Linked DNA regions of Mus musculus: region 1 is linked to region 2. Evidence: chromatin contacts called from public Hi-C data. All regions are on one chromosome and are shown on one strand. Each heading gives the region's core, a stretch centred on a gene start, on an enhancer-like site or on the middle of the called end of the contact. The rest is flanking DNA. Distances are from core to core; before and after follow the strand shown.

Region 1 (4,132 bases), core at 1,377-3,876, 470 kb after region 2:
GCCAGCTGTTACAGTGTGGCAGCTGTCTGCACAGTCCCTGGGGTTTGCCAGGGCAGCTCTATTCTCTGGCACTAGGTGGGTGGTACATTGTGTTAAGTAGTAAGATGTTTCTTCTTTAAAAAGCTTTGTTTGTTTTTATTTTATATGCATGAGTTTGTGCCTGCATGAATGTGTGTGTGCCACATACATGGATGTAATATCCACATAATCCAGAAGGGGTTGGATTTCCTGGAACTGGAGCTACAGAAGGCTCTGAGCCATCATGTGGGTGCTGGGGACTAAGCCTGGATCCTCGGCAAGATCAGCCAGCGCTCTTAACTACCGAGTCATCTTTCTAGTCCCAAAAATAGCAAGAGTTTTAAAAGATTTTATTATATTGTGGTTCTTCTCAGCCCCCGAAGCCCTACTGTGTGTACATGACACACAGTAGCTGAGAGCTGTATATCTTTTAGGCGATCTTGCATAGATTATTTCAACCATTTAACCAAGAAGATGGACAGAAGGCAACATTTCCAGAAAGACTCACACCCAGAAAGAGAAAGGCCATCCATTAGTGAACTCAAGTTCTGGAGTCAAGAAGACAGAGACTAGTGACTCATAGCCACTGGTTTCAGATGTCATTAAGAGAGAAAGAAAAACAGAGAAGGGATAGAGGAGATGTTCATTTGATAGCCACTTTGAGTTGGTTAGGACTTGGTGTAAGAATAGCTCTGTAGGTGTTTGGGCAATCTGATGTTCCAGGTGGGTGGTACTGAATCCAACAGGAGCTGGCTGCAGAGTACTGGTGGCAACCTCCCTTTGAGAGTTCTGGAGACACTGCTCTGGGAAGTGGCTTCTTTCCACCTGAATCTGATGCAAAGAGAAGAGGCTGGGCTTCCTGCAGCGGCTCAGGCCCATTATCCAGCAGTTGGGAGGCTTGAGACAGCTTGGCTACACAGTGAGAGCAAGAACCAGAGAAAACGCTGTGGTCTGACTTCAAATACTGTGGTCTCCACTCTTCCTTAGCTAGAGTAAAGGATCACAAAAGGGTGAGATTTGTTTGCCTATTTATATGGTATCACTATGAAGCCAGGCTGGCCTTGAAGCTGGTCCTTGCTCCTCAGTCTCTAAGTGCTAGGATTGCATGGATTGCTTGTCTATGATACCACCCTCAGCCTAATTTTTTTTTTTTAAAGATTCTCTCTGTGTAGCCCTGTATAGCCTGGAACTTGCTATCTAGACCAATCTGACCTCAAGTTCACAGAGATCTACCTACTTCTGCCCCTGCCTCCTGCAAAAGGTTCTTTAAAACTATTTTTTTAATGTGTAACATAAAAAAACAATTTTTTAAATGTGTATGAGTGTTTTGCCTGCATGCATGTCCATGCCAGACATGCAAGCAGTACCCATGAAGGCCAGAAAAGGGCATTGTATCCCCTGGGACTGGACTTACAGATTGTTATGAATTGCCATGTGGGTGCTAGGAATTGAACCCAAGTCCTCCGGAAAAGCAGCCAATGCTCTTAACCACTGAGTCATCTCTCTCTCCAGTCCCTGCAATTAGTTCTTGAAGATGTGGAAACATCTTATTCTTTTTACATTTATATCTATGCAGTGGGCATGGATGCAGCGTATCTGTGGTGTGATACTTTCCTGAGGAGGGAGAAAGCAAGAAAGTCAGCTGTCTATACAGACTCTTTAGGAGGGCAGTCATGAAGAACCCAGAACTGAGATCTGTGGTGTGGATCCTTTCACGCAGTCAGATGGGCTGGGATGGATGGATGGATGGATGGATGGATGGATGAATCTCAAGCCTCCTTGTTTCTGAGCTTTAAGGTCCTCTCCTGTCTACCTCAGCCTGGGTAAACAGAGCCTTGTTATTCTAGGCACAGGAGGTATTTAAAAACTCGAAGCTGCATGGGGAGCAACTCAGGGTAAAAGGACTAGGTCTAGGCTGGGAAGTCCCTGAACTCTCAGTGATTCTCAACTTTCCTAATGCTGCCATCCTTTAATACAGCTCTTCATGTTGTGATGATCCCCTCCCCCGAAACGATTAAATTATTTTTCATTGCTACTTCATAACTGTCATGAATAATAAGGTAAATATTTTCAGGGATAGTTGTCAAAAGGGACACGACCCACAGGTTGACAGGTTCTCCCCATACTATGGCAACAAGACTAGGATATCAGAGGATAAAAGCCAACCTTCAGGCCTGAAGTGCCACTGCCCATTCTTGGGGAGTCCCTGCAGCACCTGTGTATCTTGATGGCTACACAGAGATAGGAGAGTCTCAGGCCTAAGGGAAGGGCCGACTCTGAAACAGCAAGTCTTGCGTTGGGTGGGTGGCACCAAGTGGGAGTTGGCAGCTGCGGGCCACCTGCTGGGTACCAACCTGTTTCCAGGGACACCAGGGTCCCTACGAGGGGAATCACGTGTGTCAGGCCCACCCTGCAGGCATCCTGATAGGAGAAGCCAGGACAGACCCGAGGTGGGTGGGACAGGCCAACACAGGAAATGCCTGCTGGGCCTAAAAATAGTGTGGGAGGGGACAGGAAACAGAAACTTTGGGCCAACATGGAAATGCTTTCTGAGCTGATCAGGAAATGAGGACTGGGGCGGTAGGGATCGCCACCACCCAGCTGCACTGCAGCCCCGCCCCCAACCCCTCTGCCTGGCTGAGTCTGTGCCTGGCTGGGGGTAGGGAAGGTTGCTTCCCAACGTCCTCTCCCTTTGTTTCGAAGCAGAGCCGTGTGCTGCAGAGCTGTAACCGCACGTAGATGTCATGCTGTACTTGGATGGCAGCCTGCTCTTCCCAGAACTGAGGTGGTGCCTGGGAAAGTGGGCCCAGCAGGGTGGTTCAGTGGGTAAAGGCACTTGGCGCCAAGCCCCATGGTCTGACTTCAATCGCTGGGACTCAACATGGTGGAGAGCCGACTCTTGCCAGTTGTCCTTTGACCTCCACACAACCCTGTTTTCCTCCCCCACATAAATAAATGTAATAAAAAATTTAAAGCTGGGGAAATAAACTCTGCAAGCAAGAAACTCAAGGGTCTTTGGGAAGGAAGAAATTGAAGGGTATTCAAAACTTCTCACAGTGAGGTCCTCTTGCCTGTGCAGTGAAGGCTTTGGGGTCCCCAGCCTAGACTGAACCCTAACCCAATCAGTTTAGACTCTGGAGTGGGATCAAACAACTGTGTGGAGGTCAGAGGATAATGTGGGGGAGGTTGGTTCTCCTGCTATGTGGGTAGATCCTGGGGACCAAACTCAGGTCATCAGGATTGGTGGCAAGCACATTTACCCACTTAACTATCTTGCCAGCCTCCAACTTTTTTAAAAATTAAATTAATTTTTTTATGTATATGAGCTTTTTTTGTCTGCATGTATGCATATATGACATGTGTGGGCCTGGTATCTGTAGAGAGCAAAGGGCACTGGGTCCCCTGGAGATGGAGTTAAAACTAGTTGTGAGGGGCTGGTGAAATGGGTCTGCTGTTAAGAGCAGTGGTTGCTCTTCCAGAGGTCCAGTGTTCAATTCCCAGCAATTGCATGGTGGCTCACAACCATCTACAGTGGTATCTGATGTCCTCTTCTGGCCTGCAGGTGTATGTGCAGCAGAACACTCATACACTAAATAAATACAATAAAAAACAAATAGAAAAGAAAAATAGCCGTGAGCCATGTATGAGTGCTAGAATCTGAACCTAGGTCCTCTGTAAGAGTAGTAATTGTTCCTGACTACCGAGCTGTGGGAGCCGCCCTCACATTCGCCATTACAAGATGGCGCTGACATCCTGTGTTCTAAGTGGTAAACAAATAATCTGCGCATGTGCCAAGGGTAGTTCTCCACCCCATGTGCTCTGCCTTCCCCGTGACGACAACTCGGCCGATGGGCTGCAGCCAATCAGGGAGTGACACGTCCTAGGCGGAGGATAATTCTCCTTAAAAGGGACGGGGTTTCGCCATTCTCTCTCTTGCACTCTTGCTCTCTTGCACTCTGGCTCCTAAAGATGTAAGCAATAGAGCTCTTGCTCTCTTGCACTCTTGCTCCTGAAGATGTAAGCAATAAAGTTTTGCCGCAGAAGATTCCGGTTTGCTGTGTTCTTCCTGGCCAGTCGTGAACGCGTGTAAGACCGAGCCATCTCTTCAGCCCCA
Region 2 (3,900 bases), core at 762-3,261:
AAAGAGCAAATCATGACAGCTATTAAGTTTCAAGTTGTGAGTGCTCTAAGCCCCTGGAACTTCCTGGTTATCTACCCCAGAGCTAATCCGGTGCATTCTCTATGAAGTGGGAAAAAGTGCAGTTACTCTTCTTCTAATAGTTAAAAAAAATCTTTAATACTCAGAAGTCTTTCAATAGGAAAATACATTTTAAAAACAGTGACATATATCTGGAGACATGACTTAGTTGGGTGAACATAAGTTTAGATTCACAGGACCAGGTAAAAAGCTCAGGACAGAGGCACATGCCTGTAACCCCAGCAAGGGAGGGGAGGGGAGGGGAGGGGAGGGGAGAGGTGTATCCCTGATGCTCACAGCCACCTGGTAAAGCCAAACTGATGAGTTCCAGGTTCACTGAGAGGCCACAAAGCCATGGAAAAAAGGCACCAGACATCAACCTCTGGCCTCCACATTTGAGGGCACACATACATACACTAACAAGTACATTACCACACATACAAATGAACGAACTTCAAGACCATAAAAATACTAAATAAGGGCTACAGACAATTAATATAAATAATCTCAAAGTTACATCATTGGATGAAAAATTCCAGGTCAGAAAATGCATACAATACGAACTGTGACGATCAGGGAGACATACTGTCCCGGTCCCTTTTAAGTAGGGAAAGCTTACTCCCCACCTCTCTGAGGACTGCTGCAACCTGACAGCCATCTGCAGGAGGAGTCTCATCCCTCCCATCCCTGTGTCAGGCCAAAAACTGGCAGATATTAAGCTATATATAATGTAAAGCCAGGACAGGCCCTAGCAGTCCCTCTGGGGATCAGATGAAGCCTTCGTGGAGCCTTTCTGACTGCCTAATTTGTCCCTCTGCCCAATCCTCATTTCTTCTCTTCCATAAGCATCAACACTTGGACTGATCTGACATCCTTCCCACACCTCCATCTTCTCAGCCTCTCCTTCCCTCCCAACAGACACAACTGATACTTTGGATAGAACATACAAAACACAGCATGCTGTGAAATGATGCTATGTTTGAGAATATATGTATGTTTACATTGTCATGTTTTTAAAATGCATTGGGATGACAAGATTCAGTAGAGAGGAAAGCAGTGAGGAGCAAAGGCTTCTGGGAAAACACATAGTATGTCTTAATGACCACGTACCATTTGAGTTCTATATTGAGTTCCTTATGCACTTTTTGTATTGCTAAAATGACCCATGATTTTAAAGAGTAACTTAGAAAGATGGTGGCCTGCCTCTTTGTTAGCTATGTTCTACCTCCTTTCTGCCTCCCTGAGCAAGAGAGCTGGCCTCTTGTGACCAGTGCGAGTATCGCAGTATTGTGACAGAACCATAGGGGTGGGAGGAGAGCATGTATGAACACCGTGCTACACAGTGAGGTAAAATCATGCCGCGTTCTACACAAGAGCCACTTTCCTCTGCTGGGGGCAGCAGCAAGCTCCACGTGAGTGAAATGAACCACAGGAGAGCTCTCACATCAGCTCCCCAGGAAACAGCCCTATAATGGGAACCAGGACAGGCTGGCTGCTCAGGGGTGGTGTTTAAATCTGCCACAAACAAGTCACAGATAAAACGTGTAAGAAGGAACCAAAGGGAAGGGAGAGGCTTAAGGTGACCTCCTTCCAGATTCGGAACCTTTTCTAATACTCAAAGCACCACAGTAAAATTACACTTAAAAGCAAACACCGTGAGCTCAAACTTTTTCCCTTTATAAATGTAAATTCCAGCAAAAGCTAGCCATGGTGGGTCACGCCTTTGAATCACAGCACTTGGGAGGCAGAGGCAGGTGGATCTCTTGTGATCTTGAGGCTAGCCTGGTCTATACAGTTCCAGTCTGGTCAGGGCGATATATTAAGCTCAAAAGAAACAAATACTAGCAAAATGAGAATTCATGCCTTAGATCAGGGGCTCCCTCTTGTGGCACACAAAAGCCTGCTTCCGGGAGTGGCTCGTCAGCCTGGAGGACCTTCTAGAATTTTCCAACAGTGGAGACTTTCATCTTTGCCATTCAGTGATAGGGAAACAGCTCACTGGCTTCCTCTTAGTACCTTCGCAGGGACCTGTGTTCAGCTCGGGTGTGCCGCACCCACTTTGCACAGCAGTGGCACAAACGACATCTGCCCACATGAACGTTTTGTTGTCAAGATTGCTCCTAAAGCATGTGTGGACCATATGTCACGAAAAGACTTACCTATGGCTCAGGGAAACCCTAGCTTCAACTTGTGTTTGGATAAGTTCCGGGGTAACTTAGAGTCATGATCACTAACAAACCAAAAAAGTGGATCATGGACCAGTTTTCCCAAGAAAGAAGAGTAACTTTCTATATTCTTTCCCCAACATTACCCCAAAGGGACACAAAGAGGACTTTCTTTTGTGCATCTGCTTGTTACTGCAAGCACTTCCTTGAATGACAAGGCATAAATAATCACACTTCCCAAAATAGTAAAGTGTCACCCTCATTTACATACTGATGTCAGTGTACAAAAGCAGGGAAGCTTATACTTGGTGCTAACCAAAATCCTAAATTTTGGCTTAGTGAACTTCAGTCAAACAACTGTTTCCTAAACTACTTTATTCCATTTGCTTTAGACTAAGGAAGTTTTTTCTAAGCTTATTGATTTCTTTTATTAAGATGGTGGGGAAGGTGGGGGAGGCATACGTTGGGAGGTGTCAGAAGGAAGTGATGGAGAGTTAGGGGCAGATCCAATCATGAAATACTGCATGTATGAGTGAAACCATCTAAGAATAAAGAATAGTCTTTTAAAAAATTAAAATGTAGAAGTCTACCCAAAAGACATTGAAATGTAATTTTCTATTTTAGATATGAGGGTACTGGGAGTGGAGACGGCCAGACTCCAAAATCTGATGCCCTTCTGGTCCTACGGTAGACAATGGGCAGCTCCTGCTGGAATGCGCTCCAAGGTTCCTCTTAGCTACCATCTACTGCCCCAAGAACCTTATCCCTCCCTGGGTTGGGACTAAAGGTATGTGCCACCATGCCCACTTGGCTCTTCCTGTTTTAGTTCTCAATTTCCTCTAAATAAAGGAGGACTGTACTGTGAAAAGAAAACACAACTCTACTTCTACTTCAGGTATGAAATATAAATATGCTTTATTATCCTAACGAGTATCTTCCACAGGGAGAATAACCTCACACTGTGCCACTATTACCTCAGAGGACCCAAATAGCGGATGCTCTGAAATGCTGAGGTTTCTCAGGATAGACAGATTGTTTGCTTAGACTTCTGTCAGGTTCCATTAGCAGGTTGTGAATTAGTTATCAGCAGCCCAGAAGGTGTCAGCGTCCACTTTTCCCAGTTATACTCAATGCTCTGACAAACATCAGCCAAACTTAACCTCCCTACTTGCCAACGGGAAAGGCGCTTTACAGCATTTGGTCTTACTGCCTCCATTTGACCTTCGTGAAGCTGTCGCAGGCACGGAAATTGCCTCCCTGTTAGAAGACTTACATGTAGGCATTATCTGATCTAGTATAGAGATGTTTAGGCAGTGGTTTAGGGCCAGGGCTTGGGGCATGGTTTAGCCTTTATTTCTTCAAATATCTTGGTAACATCCTTTAAAAGTAACATACAGGGAATTAATCCCAAAGAACCAGGCTTTCAGCACTTCTAGTTGACAAGAACTAAGTTTTAACATTTGTTTCTTAAGAACTTTGACTGTCAGAATATAAATGGCACTGAGCAAGGAGAAATGAGGCCAAATTTCACAATAGCTGCAAAGCAACCTTGGAGCAGAGTCAGCGCCAGCCTCTCTGCTCACTCCCTCACTCTGTCCCACCCCAGAGCAAGCCCAGGACACTCGCCCAAGAGCTCAGTTCCCCTCCCCGGCCTTACTCAGGTAGGTGCCTATCTTCT

The links. Hi-C and Micro-C count contacts between places; a contact is called where the count stands out from the background.
Region 1: a contact with region 2 is called in a Hi-C map of the G1E-ER4 cell line, with 2.6 times the contacts expected there. The contact joins two enhancer-like sites. A contact is called at or near these places in 16 of 484 Hi-C or Micro-C datasets (the G1E-ER4 cell line, cerebellum, cortical neurons and 9 more).

What each region holds. Positions count from the first base shown.
Region 1 is chr6:31,640,140-31,644,271 of GRCm38.p6, forward strand. No RefSeq gene overlaps it. Among named protein-coding and RNA genes, the nearest start is that of Gm13846, 8.8 kb to the right of the region's middle. Within about 2 kb of position 2,627, at least 79 of the 459 cell types and tissues checked have an H3K27ac peak or open chromatin away from gene starts, as enhancers often do. A contact at or near this core is called in the G1E-ER4 cell line, neural progenitor cells and uterus, where this site is marked.
Region 2 is chr6:31,174,585-31,178,484 of GRCm38.p6, forward strand. The region is part of intron 1 of Lncpint (long non-protein coding RNA, Trp53 induced transcript); the gene reads right to left. Among named protein-coding and RNA genes, the nearest start is that of Lncpint, 42 kb to the right of the region's middle. Within about 2 kb of position 2,012, at least 66 of the 459 cell types and tissues checked have an H3K27ac peak or open chromatin away from gene starts, as enhancers often do. A contact at or near this core is called in the G1E-ER4 cell line, neural progenitor cells and uterus, where this site is marked.